2 separate regions of the Sus scrofa genome follow, and region 2 is linked to region 1. Evidence: chromatin contacts called from public HiChIP or PLAC-seq data. All regions are on one chromosome and are shown on one strand. Each heading gives the region's core, a stretch centred on a gene start, on an enhancer-like site or on the middle of the called end of the contact. The rest is flanking DNA. Distances are from core to core; before and after follow the strand shown. Region 1 overlaps RBFOX1 (RNA binding protein fox-1 homolog 1). Region 2 overlaps RBFOX1 (RNA binding protein fox-1 homolog 1).

Region 1 (6,850 bases), core at 1,970-4,469:
GCAAAATTTTACATTCACATCAGCAATGGATGTATATTCCTACTTCTCCACATTCTGGCTAACACTTGTTAGTGCCTATATTTTTTATTGTACCCATTCTAGTTGGCACTGACAATGTCTTCTCAGCAGATACTATGTATTTATACCTAGTGATGGTGACTGTATATTGGAAGTAGAGGTGAAACTGCTCCTTCTGTGAATTAATTTATATCAGGTACAAAAACTAAATCAAAAGTTCCCATGGTGGCTCAGTGAGTTACAAACCTGACTAGCATCCATGAGGATGTGGGTTTGATCCCTGCCCTTGCTCAGTGGATTAAGGATCCTATTCGACCCATAGCCTGGGAACTTCCATATGCTGCAGGTGTGGCCCTAAAAAGCAAAAAATAAACAAACAAAAACCGAAATCAGTTGGAAAAAAAGTATGAAATACATAGAAGTACTGATGCTGCAAAGCTTTTGAATGTCTGAAGTTTAGAAACTATGATTGAAGATGAGGCTTTGGGTTCCCCTTATGAGGGGTCTATAAACAGAACTGAAACCTGAAATCATGGACCAAAGCAGCCTGTGCATACATTTGCACACATACACTCAGATGTGTATGTGTCTATGTTGGACAAATGCTGCTTTGATCTTCTCCAATTTACGTGTACAAATGAGGATCAGAGATGCCGGGAGACTTACTTAGGGAGGGAGGCATAGACATGCAGGGGAATATCTGGAGCAAGGGTGCAGGCTTCAGAACTCCTACACCAGAGTCTTTCTAGAACTGCATGGAAAAGGCAGAAGTGTCACTCAGCCATTTCTTGTCAGTGGGGCCACCATCGGTCTCTTCCTGGAGAAAGGCTACAATGTCTAGCTCTCTTGGTCATTCTGTTCCCCTCTTAGTCCCCTTTGGGATTTGGACACCAAGAGCCCTGGATGAACAGGGCTGACCCCCCAGCAGAGATGGGGAGCCTGAAGCAAGAACTTGGTGGTAGGTGGATCCCTATCAGTTCTCCAGTTCCCTAGCTGATGTCCTCTCATGAAAGAGAAGGGCTAGCTCTCCCTAGGATGGCAGGAAACTACCTCCAGAATGGATGATGCAACTCTTGGGAACAGGATACACAGCCTCAGTCTCCTCCTATGTGGTCACCTGGACCAGAGAGGGGGGACAGACCCCATCCTTTCTGCCCTCTTTGGGGACGTGTGCAAAGGTTTAGGTTACACTCTATTGCAGTGTCCAGTTGACCTCCTCTAAAAGGCTGGGAGATGTTCTCCACCCAGAAGCTACAAAGCCACAGAGCCATGGCTGTTTTCTGCAGCAGAGATTCTTAAGTATGTTTCTGCCCTAGGGCGCTTTGACAACTGACTGAAAGTTAAAAACCCCTCCATGGCAAAACCATGTGCTCACAGTTTGACATATACTTTGAGGGGACATTTCCAGCCACCCCAATTAAAAAGCTATGCCCACACATCCTTCTGTAGGAACCCGTCCTTCCTTCTCAGCTCCAGAGAGAGGCAACTGGATCACCGGTGAGGGTTACAATGGGCTTCTCATGGGGTTGGAAACTCCTCCTCAGCAGCGGATCAGAAAAGACAGCTGCTGACAGCTGAAAATTCCCCCGCCTGGGTCTTGAGATCAAGTGACGGAATGTGCGTTTCCATGGCACTCCCAGGAACAGGTGGCTCCCAAACTCTGGAAAAGCACATTTCCCAGCTCCTGTATATTCGGCTGCACCCGTGGCCATGGGCATTTGAGACATGGAAGACTGCAGCAGCAGGTGTCTCCAAGACAAACCGGGGAAGCTCAGAAAAGTGGAGGCTTGAGCCAACAGAGAAAGGATCTCGAGACACTGTGTGGGGAGGGGCGTGGACTCAGGGACAAAGTATCTTGGATGCTGCCCCTGCCGCCATCAGTATTTTTTTTTTTTCATAGCATTTACTCCAACTGTAGTTAATCAGCTCCTATGTTGCTGTTGCTGCTCTGTTCTCTGTTTTATCTCTTTCTCCCATGAGACCATGAACTTGGCTAAGGAAGGAACCACACCTGACTCACTGGAAACCATTCTGCTAAGATCTAGTGGGGTGTCTTGCACACAGCAGGTGCTCAGTAAATGTCTGAGGACTTATTGAAAAAAGGCATTAGCCAGTCACACATCATAATCTTTTCTGCTGCTCTTTGACACACGAATCCTTTCATTCTATTTTACCCTGGAGTAAACTGAAACTCAGAGATGCAAAATAATCTCTGTGTGATAAAATCTAATAGAGGACAAGGCTGACTCTGGAACATATATCCATCTGAATCCAAACTCCTGAGTTATTCTCGTTATCACAAATCACAAAAAGGACACATCTAGTCCAAAGGGCTCATCTCAATTTCTGCTGAAATAAAATAGAGGGGAAATCTGGCAGCCTGAAAACGGAACTGTCCTATGATGGAAAATCCAGCCCAATGGATCTCCAGATGTTGCTCACAGCTCTGGTTTGGCAAGACTTTAACGTGCCCAAGACTGATTCCCTGTGGTTAAGCAGGTTTGCTTGTACTCTTGGATGAATTTTGGGGTCGTTAACAATTAAACACACATGCTGCTTTCCTCTAAAGCAGCACGAGCTACCAGACCCTCAGACCCAGACCCAGTGACCTTCATAATCACTGTGACTTTCTGTTTCACCACATCCCCTGAAAACCATCCTTCCTTTCAGGGCAGAATTCTCTAATCAAGCAAATGGAAGAAATGATGGCATGAGGAGTGAATATTCATTAGTCGACTGTGGCTACCTTGGTGTTGGCATCTCCACTTGAATGCACCCTGGCTGTCCTCTCTGTTCCCTCTTTCCCATCTTGCCCCCACTTAAGAACCTGTGTCCATCTCCCATCCAGCTTCCAGAGGAATCCTAGAATAATGTAAAATCAGATTACAGTGTTCTTCTCCTTGGAACTCTCCAGAGGGGTTTCCATCTCCCTTAGACCAAAATCTAAAACCCCCACAATGTCCTTCAATGCTGCAGACCACACACTGGGCTTTAAGTCCTGCTTCTTACCCTCTATCCATTAGGTCATTGTCCTTCTGACCATCCTGGTTCACCCCAGGCGTGCCCATCTCATGTCATCTTAGGGCTTCTGCTGTTGCCTCTGCCTGCACTTTCTTCCCTAGCCCAGGACATTACACAGCTGGCCCCTGCTTGTCAATCAGATCTGAGCTCAAATTCCACCCCTTCCCTTCTTCAACCATCCAAAATAACCCTCTTTGTCGCTATCATGTAAGCTGTCTTATTTTATTCATAGGCCCTACAGCCACCTGATGTTCTGTTGGTTGCCTGCTTTTCCCTGTTAAATCTAAATGGTATTACTCACCACTGCCATCCTGTTATCTAGCACACATTGCATGTTCAGTAAAGATTCACTAAATGAATAAACACACACAGAAACCAAGCAAGAGCCATCTGAATATGCAAACCAACCCCGCTCTGACTGCTGAAATGCACATGGCATGTCATGACCCTCACCTTGATTTTTGAGGGTCAGATCTAAAGATGGATGGGGAAGAACATTAAGGAGTAAGCTACAGATGGGGGAAAGGTCTTTCGCATTTTCTGTGCACTTTCCAACAAGAGCTGTTTGGTTCACCTTATCTCAAGGCCATTGGCAAGCCCAGTCCATGAATCTTTCTCCAAACTATGAAGGGGAAATGTTATGTTTTTTAGGATGTAAGGGAATTAAGAGACAGATGCCATTGTTTAAGAGAGAAAGCAGTCATTTAAATGGAAAACTGATCATGCATTGGGGTTGTAAGAGAAATATTCGGCCAGGAGTTGAGGGCTGACAAGGCAAGGATGATCTATCTCCCAGGCTCAGCTCCTGAAAGAAGTCTGCCCAGAAGAGAGGTTGATGTCTTGAGCAGCTTCGTTTTTACTTATTTTTAATTTTTTTAAAAGTCTTAATGAAGTATAGTTAATGTGCAGGGTTGTAATCTTTTCTGCTGTACAATACAGTGATTCAGATACACACACGCACACACATCTATTCTCTTTCAGATTCTTTTCCCACATAGAGTATCACAGAATCCTGAGTAGAGTTCCCTGTGCTCTACAGCAGGTCCCTGCGGGTCAATCATTCCATATACCTCAGGGTGCATATGCCAATCCCAAACCCCCAGTCCATCCCTTCACTTCCCACCCCCCAACGAGCAGTTTGGTTTTTAACCCACATTGTAGCCCTAAAACAAACATGAACCATGGCCAAGTCCTGTGAGAGAGTTTTGTGTTGCCTTAGTTCTAAGAACATTTGTGCCTTCCTGACAGTGATGGAATTGCTGCTTCCCTCAAAGGGAAGCTTAATTTCATGGCTCCATTTCATGGAACATGGAAGGAAAAGTGGGAAGAGAAATGCCCACTTGACCTCAGCCAACCCATCTCTGCCGTGGGATTATTCCAGTGATTCCTCCCCTTTCAACCCAATCTTCCTCTTCCCATCTGACTTAAACACTACAATTTTCCAGTGATCCATTTACTAGGATGCCCAGCTGACCTTGTCATGGCTGAAAGAAAGGGAAAGAACACAGGATGTGCATTTTGTTTTAAGATATCATCCTAGTCTTCAAGAACCTAACAAAAAAGGATATTCTTAAGTTTAGAAAAATCACTGATTCTATTTTAATAGACTTTTATTTTAAAAAAGCACTGGCTGGAAGTGATATAAATCCTTATGTGTAGGATGAGGGTATGAGAAGCTATTTTGGAAGATAATATGTGTAGAGAAAAAAAAGACCAGAGCTATAGACAGTGGTTTGAGGTGGTTATTTTGGGGTGGTGGATTTTAATTTATGCATATGTGTGGAGAATGTGGTGTGTGTACATGTGTGTGTGTGTGTGTGTGTGTGAATTTGTTTATGCTTTTCTGATTGCCACAACTTAGTGTGTATCCTGAATTAATTTTACAGTTAGAAAAATAGGTGACAATTATTTTTTAATGAATCTTCTTTTGGAAAGGAGCCCAAGAGGATGCCATAGGCTTCGATCAAAGACCAAACAAATTGGCTGTTTGCTGAGATGGGCACCAAGGTGAGACATGCTTCCTGTGGGCAGATAGCTCTGCATGAAAAGGGCCAGCAGGGCAGGATCTCAGCCACAGGGGAGGTCTGCTAATGGCTATCACAAACCCTGTAAAACTTAGCTCCTGGAAGGATTCCTGGCTTGAAAATCTCAGCCGACCTCAGGACTGCTCAACAATATTACGAATGGGCTCCAAGTACCTGGCGTCTAAGACATAGTTTACTGATGCAAAGACTGAGAGGTACCCTGAGCTGAATCCCTCAGACTCTTTCCTGGGAATTTGAAACTTGAATAGAGACCCACAGAAGCTGCTGGACTCTGGAGCTCAGTCACTGCATGTCAGGTCAATTTGGCTTGGTTGACACTTTTAAGACAGATAATTCTGGACAATTCTGAATCATTCTTGTTGTCCTATGCATGGCAGGGGGCCAGAAGCAATCCCCCCACTCCAGTGAAAACACCTAAAAATGCTTCCAGACATGGCCATATGCCTCTATAGGGGGCTGAGAACCACTGGCCTGGAGAGAATGGTCATAAAACTCGTGCCAGGGTCCCCAGTCCTGCCCAACCTCCTCAAGTCCCATGGCTTGATTTTCTTGCTTCCTTCTTTCAAATCCAAAGCTTCTGTGTGTCCAACTGTTTATGCATTACAACCTCGGAAAATAATACAAACACCTTCCCTATGATATTTTTGCTAAACTAGCCAGGATTAGGTTCCATTCCTCCAACCAAAGGGATTGTAGCAAAACCACCCATGTTCAAGAATCATCCTCCTGTTTCCTGACCTTCAAAGTGGTGGATCAGCTGTCATCTTTCAACCCAAAGAAATCCAACCAGTTCTGAATTCAACTTATCTGTGACATCAGAGCAGATCTGAGCACAAAAGCAGACATGAAGCAGGTGGTCCTGGGTCCTGGGCCCTCTGAGACCCTGGGAATATAGCACGATGTGTCAGCGACAAGACCCCTACCAAGTAACCCAAGGTGAGAGAAGACCATTCACCTAACAGGATGGGGGTGGGGACTGATGGTGACAAAAAGTTTAAAACTAGTGAGGGCCAATCCATGAGCAAGGTGGGAAGCTGGGAAGCATAGATGTCATCGGACACACGCCACATCCATCCTGGGAGGGAACTCTATACACTCCTCCTTAGTGAGGCTCTGACTTGCTGGAATGAAACACTAAAGAAAATACATGTGCAGGTACCACTTTATACTGGCAAGAATGGCCATCATCAAAAAGTCTACAAATAATAAATGCTGGAGAGGGTGTGGAAAAAAGGGAACCCTATTTACACTGTTGGTGGGAATGTCAATTGGTGGAAAACAGTATGGAGATCCCTCAGAAAACAAAAATAGAATTACCATTTGATCCAGCCATCCCACACCTGGGCATCTATCCATAGAAAATCATGATTTGAAAAGATACATGTACTCCAGTGTTCATTGCAGCACTAGATACAATAGCCAAGATACGGAAGCAACCTAAATGTCCATAGACAGAGGAGTGGATAAAGAAGATGTGGTGCATATACAGAATGGAATATTACTCGGCCATTAAAAGGAAAGAAATAATAGCACTTGCAGCAACATGGATGGACCTAGAAATCATCATGCTAAGTGAAGTCAGTCAGACAGTGAGACACCAACACCATATGCTCTCACTTACATGTGGAATCTAAAAAAAGGACACAATGAACTTCTTTGCAGAACAGATACTGACTCACAGACTTTGAAAACGTTATGGTTTCCAAAGGAGACAGGTTGGGTGGGGGTATAGGCTGGGGGTTTGGGATGGAAATGCTATAAAACTG
Region 2 (7,241 bases), core at 4,445-6,944, 250 kb after region 1:
GAAGCGGAAACAAAGGATTAGCCCGTTTGTGAATTGCAGTCAACAGGTGATTGAGGTCAACAATCAACTCTCCGTTTTCAGCACACTGTTTACTCACCTGTACACTCCCCAAAGCTCAGTACCATGACTGGTATACCATGCGCGTTCAACAGAAGCTGAATAAATCATCAACAGACTAAATGTGTGTTGGCTTAATGAATATGTTAACACCATGCTAGGTATTGGCAAAGATTTTTATCAGCAGCAACAATCAGCCACAGGTCAAGCACGGGCTACGTGAGGGCATATTCATACGCTGGAATACCATCTAGGCAAGTATTAACCACACAGGTGTGGAAAACAGTTTATGGCACAAAATGTTAAGCGACAAAAGCGGGTTACAAAACGCCAGGTTCTAAAACTGTGATCTCGTTTTTTTTTCCAATCAAATATCCCCTCTCAGAGGCTTTCTTGTTTTCCCTCTTCAGTTTCAATGTATCTGAACTTGAAATACATTTTGCAATGGATAGGACATTTTAATACAGGAGCATTTGGGCTTCTTCACAGAACCACACACATACACTCAAAGCAGAAACAAACTAGCAAATAGCTGCAAACCCTCTTAATAAATCAATAGCATGGCTTTTAATCCTTACAATCAATGCTGTCTCCATAGTGAGACCATAAGCATATGCATGTATATGTATGTGTTAGAAAAAGAGCTATAAGAACTTAACTAGGGTTAATATTTAGGTATGTATCTTAGGTGGGAGGAGAGGTCATGACATTTATTCTCTTCTCGTGGACTAATCTGACTACAAAGGGCATGTGTGTTGCTCGAAATAAAGGAGGAAGGTGAATGTACAATAAAGGGAAGGGATGTTTCTACCTTAAAAGGGTTTAAATAAAATTGGCATGATGATCCAGTCACTACCATTTATATCTATAATTTATGCGTAAACTCTACTCCATGTAGAAACTATAAGTTAAGCATCTGTCATCAGTGAAAGGCTAGAATGCAGAGCATAAAGCAGAAAAATTTCGGGCATTCAGGAAAGAAAGTGGAGAATCCAGAGGAGGGTCCCAAGCACCCAGGATGAGATGCGAATGCAAAAAGTAGGCTGCAGGTGTGCTCAGCTACTTCACGAGTTTCCTCAGAGCAGACTGACAATAGATTATTCTGGTTGATGAAGTTTTTGCCAAGGGTTAGGCACAGTGGGAGAGACAGGACTGCCAGGATCCTGGAGAAAGAAGGATGAGTTTTTGTTTGTTCGTTTGTTTGTTGGTTTGTTTTTAAAGTGATTGAACTGCCTTGGCAAGAGCAGTGATGCTGCCTATTGGAGTGACTGTATCCCTCCCCTGTCTTTACAAAATCACTCAGAAATTCTCCACTTGTTGCTATATTTCTGCCATTTTAAGCTAGGAGACATGTGTTTAAACCTCTGTGTATAAAAGGATGGGGGGAGCTATGCAATGATAAGAAAGTTAAAATCAAGATTTCAGTGTTTTAACCATGAGTAAAAAGAAGTGAGGAAGAGATCTTGGTACACAAATGAGAATGTTTGCGTAGGAATAATAAAATGGAAATGGTTCTCTATTTTAAGAGAGAAAAGAAGCAGAGAGAAATTAAAAGATTCCAGAGTCAAAAAATGAACACTCACTGCAGTGGAGTTTAAGCCGGAGACCATTTGGTCCAGGACATGGGGGATTAGGGAGAGTGGTGTCTTATCTCCAAATTAGATGAACAAGTGTGGATTGTCAGTGTGTTCTGCACAGCTCAACTGTATCCCCAGAAAGACTGATGCTGATGGAATTAAATAGCCACAGTTGTGCAGTCCAAGAGGGCTTTATCTTATTCTAGGGCATGGGTAAACCAGTACCCCACATAGATGAAGGCCTTGGGAAAAGTGACTTCTCTGCTTTCTCAGGGAGCCCCCAGGGGACGCTGTTTCTCTCTTCCATGGTACCCGAGTTTAGTGGATCAAAACTGCTGAGAAGTTAACAGAGGGTGCCAGGGAACTCAACTTGCTTTCCCCTGTACACCAAGCTGTCCTCACCCAGGGGAAATGAAGCACAATGAAAATAACGTGGTTTTTTTTTTTTTGTGTGTGTGTGTGTGTAGGAAAAAAGCTTCCAAGAGGAATCCAAGGAAAAACTATACAAATGTTAGATGGGGCTAAAAGATTTCAGGGGTGTCCGTCTGCAATTATATTATCAGACTGGCATCTAGGCACTTCACTGTGATTTTAATTAGGACCATGGCTAAGCATCCCACTGCCTTTCTCATCCTGAGGAGACAACCCAATGTACTACAAGACCTGAGTGGCGACAGAGGGGAAGCGAGAAGACTCTCTCCCCTGCTCCCACACCCCCCCACAGCAAAAAGTTTCCAGCCTAAAAGTGTCCTCACTGAAATCCTGTGCTATTAACACAGGTGCATGAAAAGAGCCTACTTGACAAATTTCAGAAACAAGGACGGGAATAAACTGAATATGGAATCTGTTTAACCGGATTTCCAAGTCTCTTCATTTCCATTTTTACATCCATGAGAGAACAGCAAACACTATTTTCATACATGGATATAGCCGAGACTCATTTTCCTAAAGCAAGACGAGCTCCTTAAAAGAGATATCAGCTTCATTTAGAGTATCTTTATTTACAGACTAGAAAGCAACGGCAGAACCTCTGCATTTAAAAAAAAGAAGAAGAAGAAGAAGAAAGAATGAGAAAAACCCTCCAACCCCACAGTGTTAATGCCAGCTCACTAATTCATATCTCCTTAAACAGCATGGATCCAGCTGTTCCAATTTCAAGTCTGCCATTTTTTTGAATGCAAACCAAAAAACAAACAAACAAAAAAAAAACCAAAACTGGAATTGAACTTGTAAAAGAATACTCGCACACAAGGCAAAGAGATAGTAACCGTTTTTGTTTTTTTTTTCAGTTTGATAAATGCAGTTAATAAAAACATACAGCACTAAAAAAGCATTGGTCAGAACGAAGAAAATAGAAATTGAGGGATGCAGCTTTTGCAGGTCAAGGAGTAATTACCAGGAATCAGGTTAGCAAGCTTTCAGGGCCTGGGAGAGGGCCTGGAACATGTAGTGTCTTCCCCTCTGCTGGGAGTTGCAAAGATGCACAGGTCTAAGAGCCAGCAAACTTCATAAATAAAATCAAGGGGCACCTCTTAGCAACTCAGAGAAAAATTGTATCTGGCAAACTGTTACTCCCCACTGCTTAAAAATATTGAAATTTGTTTACAATTAGCCAGGATCCACTCACAAAATAAAAAACCAACATAAGACTCCTTTCTCTCAAACACCAGCAGTTACTTCCATTCTGCCATGATCCTACGTGACAAATATTCTTCGTGCTTAAAAATCAGCATTTGTAAACATTCAAAATTTTAATTGTTTCCACCTCTACTGTTAAAAAGAAATGACATGAGAATTCAGCATTTTTTGGTAAAACTGTCTCTACAAAGTTTATGCGAAGTTTATGCTTCTCGTGATTCTGTATTTCCAAACACCTCTTTCATGACAAGCAAGTTTAAAGATGAAAACTTGCCCTGAAATGAAACAAAATCATGAGCAAGATAGCCTGTCCCCCACTGGTGGAATTCATGATATTGAATCAGGTAGAAATAAACCAGGTGGAAATGGAGCTAAAGTCACAGTAAAAGAAAATGTACACAGGAACAGAGGAGGGGGAGAGGAAAAAAAAAAAAAAAAGGTCGACGTGGCACTGCTCACTGAGGGCTAAAGCGGAGACACCAGCAGAGGTCAAAGAACAGAGGTTTTGAACACAGAGGCTTTTTTCCCCCAGAGCGATAAGTTCACGGATCTGAGTTGAACTAGAAGAACGATCCGAGGGAGGAAAATAAGGAGAGGTTTTTCCCAAGTACGCTGAACAACAAAAAACAACAACGATGATGATACTGACGAAAAAGAGAAGCACGTTTTATGTAGCAAATGCCTCCCTCCCTTCAAACCGCAGGGAGCATCCCGTCTTTCACATGAAATCACAGAGCCAGGTCTTTGGCTGATAAAGGCACACGACTCCTTCAGTGGCAAAACCCAACTAGGATGTGGATGTGTCCCCCACAAACCAAACATGATTGAGACATTTTTCTAAGCCTTTCATGCTAGATTTCTGTTTTTTAAAATTGCCTTGACAGTGCAACAGTGGAAATCGAAACGACAGGTTACCACTTCAGCGCTTTTATTTGAATGCTATCTCCTGAAAACAAACAAGGAAACAAACAATAACTAAATAATATTTATCAGTAAGCCAGAACAGGTTACAAGGGAAATCTGTTACCAGACCAATCCTGTAAAATGCACACACACAACACACACCTGGTGAAGGAGAATAAGAAACTCAGCTCGCATCTCCGACACTCGGCCCCCAAATGACAAATAAGTAGTCACTTGTGAGAGAAAACAAAACAAACAAACAAGAACCACCACCACTCAGAACAATTCATTCTTCTTAAGCTACAAGTGAGGCAGAATTTGACTCATGCCTGGATCAGCTTTTCCAGACCTTTTCTTTATTTAAATAAAAAAAAAATTTCTTGCTGAATGACCATCACAGTGTTTCAAGAAAAGAGAAAACCATGCATCTCCCCCATCTCTCTCTCTCTCTCTTTTTTTTTTTTTTTTGTTTCCTTTTTACAACTGCAAATAAAACTGCAGCTTAATGCTAATGAAGCAGGTCCTGCCTAAACTCCCACTGGAAACGCAGGCACATGTAGTGTAGCAGTGCAAGATTATTCTGCCACAAGCATAATCACCTTACACAAAATGCGATTACTCTGGGCTGCAATCTTTATCCCCGAAGTCAATTTATTAATCAGAGAGAATGAGAGAGAGAGAGAAAGAGAGAGGAGGGGGAGAGAGAGAGAGAGAGAGAGAGAGAGGCTACCTACCCACAAATACATCATCATCTTGAAAGAGAAATCAAGGCTCTCTGTCAGCAAACAGAAGTCTCCTTACTTCACCCAGAGTGTCTGGAAGAAAAACTGAAACCAGTGGGTAGAAAATCTTGCCTTTTCCTGTCAAGTCCTTAAGGTTTGGTGTGCTTGTTTATGAGTTTATGAGGATAGCATTCCTTCAGTGGCATTGAGTGTGATGTGACTTGCTTCAGGCTGCCTCCCTCTCTCTCTCTCTCTCTCTCTTCCTAACTCTTGCTTTTCCTCTCTTTCCTGTCAAGGCTGCTTTGGTCACAAATTCCTGGTGTGGCTCCTTAATGAGCAAAAATCCAGACACACTTTAGGCAGCCAGCAAGAGTGACGACCACAAACCCTGATGATGCTTGTAGGAGTAATAACAACAGCGATGGTGTAATCCTAACCAGGCGGGTGCTACACCATTTCCTGATGGCTGGTGGGAGGGTCACGGAAGTCCCCACTGGTGGAATTTACAGGAAGGCAGCCGATCCTCTGGAGACAGGCACATCTGCACAGAGCCGCTGACTCTGGGAGGCCAGCATCTGAGATTTTTTTTTTTTTTTTTTTTTTTTTAAGCTCAAAGTAAAGCTCCAGCCGCAGAGAAAAGAACATGTGCAGTAACCCGGCTTCCCCTTTATCTCTTTAAATGTACTTCAGATAAAAGCAGCATCCAGTCCGGTCAAGGCCTCCCCAGACTCATTGCTGTTAGCGCACACAGCTCAGCACACTTGTCTACAGCCATCTACCGACCCCGTCGTGTCATTGCGGGCTTGGAGGCTGCCTGCTGCCCACGCTGCAGCTGCCGCCTGCCCATCGCGGCGCAGGGCTCTCAGCCAGGGTGTGTGCGGGAATGGGCAGGAAGGGGGGACGGAGGATGGGCCGTTGAGGCTGCTGTGCCAATTCAGCAAATCAAAAGCAAAACCAAGCCCCACCGACTCAACCCAGCAAATGGAAAGCCTCAGAAAGACTTACTGGCACAAATGTTTAGCCTTTCTAACCTATGGACTGAGATGATACACACGTCTCCTTAGGACACCAGATGTGTGTGTGTGTGTGTGTGTGTGTCTGTGTGTGTATCTGTGTGTGTGTGTCTGTGTGTGTGTGCATGCATGCTTTCTTCTCCCTCATCCTTTGCAATTGCCGACTGGGGGAAGGTTGCAGTATGTGTACAACCGGATCATTTCAACCGACTCTCCTTACACAAGCCACAGGCTTGGATGCACAGCTTAAGATTTCCTGAAATCATCCAAGAAATTTTTTTTCTCCCCTGAATCAATTCTCCTTTATTAGTTGTTCTTTTTAATCCATTTTAAATTGTATACTTTATCTTGAAAATTATCTCCATTACTGAAATACATTGCGAACGAGAGGATGGGGAATGCAATTTGCCCGGCATATTAATTGATGCAGTGCTCAATTATTGATATATGGATAAAGGAGGAATTAATATTAAAATACATCTTGTACATTAGGAGAGAGGGAGGGGAAAAAAATGATCTCTCGCTCAGGCCTGAGTTTTGACCATTAGTTATGTATCTACACATCACACAGAGAAACTGGCTGAGACCCTGGCTGATTTACATTTCTCTCTAAAATTACATAAGGCAAAATGTCACCTAAATAATTAAAATGCATTCGCTACATGGTGGAGTCTTCTGCAGCACTGGGCAGGTGGCAGGGCACCTGTTACAAGAGCCCATCGACAGTGCCATCAAGATGCATAATAGCTGAGTGGTTTGGGGAGAGCCAATGCCAAGACATACCATTAGACAAACAGTGATGGAGAGATCCTCAAAGCTGGCTTCATCCGGGAGGCAGGAAAACAACCGCTGCCAACAGCTGGCGAAGGCTCCATCGCGCATCCACCTTGACCTATGGCATTTTAGAGGCCACTGAGGCACAGCCAAAAGGATGGAGAGGAGGGTGGCCAACTGTCCCCGGTTTGAGAGGAGCTGGGGATTTTCTGAGATGTGGGACTTTCAGAGCTAAAACTGGGACAGCTCCAAGCAAACGAGAAGGGCTGGTCCTCCTCCTTTGGAGACATCCTGGACACACTTTGTCACGCAGTCAAGAAAAACAGGAAGTCCATCATCTTCATTGCTTTTGGCAATGGATAGCTCCACACACAATCTCCACTAATTCTAGATTTGCACAGAGGACAAGATAGGCCCTTCCTGATAGAAAACCTTGGGGAACCATCACTGAGCACTTGTTCTTTAACTATTTATGTGTGTTCATATTCACTGATTCTACAGATACTCTACTGAGCATCTACTGTGTATCAATCTCTGGGTCGGCACTTGGGATGCAG

The links. HiChIP or PLAC-seq counts read pairs in DNA pulled down with a chosen protein or histone mark.
Region 2: a contact with region 1 is called in an H3K27ac HiChIP or PLAC-seq map of skeletal muscle. The contact joins two enhancer-like sites. A contact is called at or near these places in 1 of 47 Hi-C or Micro-C datasets (fetal skeletal muscle) and 1 of 2 datasets of contacts at active chromatin or transcription factors (skeletal muscle).

Annotation. Positions count from the first base shown.
Region 1 is chr3:35,305,707-35,312,556 of Sscrofa11.1, forward strand. All of the region lies in intron 7 of RBFOX1 (RNA binding protein fox-1 homolog 1), which reads right to left. Among named protein-coding and RNA genes, the nearest start is that of TMEM114, 1.2 Mb to the left of the region's middle. Within about 2 kb of position 3,220, at least 3 of the 83 cell types and tissues checked have an H3K27ac peak or open chromatin away from gene starts, as enhancers often do. A contact at or near this core is called in fetal skeletal muscle and skeletal muscle, where this site is marked.
Region 2 is chr3:35,553,482-35,560,722 of Sscrofa11.1, forward strand. The region is part of intron 7 of RBFOX1 (RNA binding protein fox-1 homolog 1); the gene reads right to left. Among named protein-coding and RNA genes, the nearest start is that of TMEM114, 1.5 Mb to the left of the region's middle. Within about 2 kb of position 5,695, at least 2 of the 83 cell types and tissues checked have an H3K27ac peak or open chromatin away from gene starts, as enhancers often do. A contact at or near this core is called in fetal skeletal muscle and skeletal muscle, where this site is marked.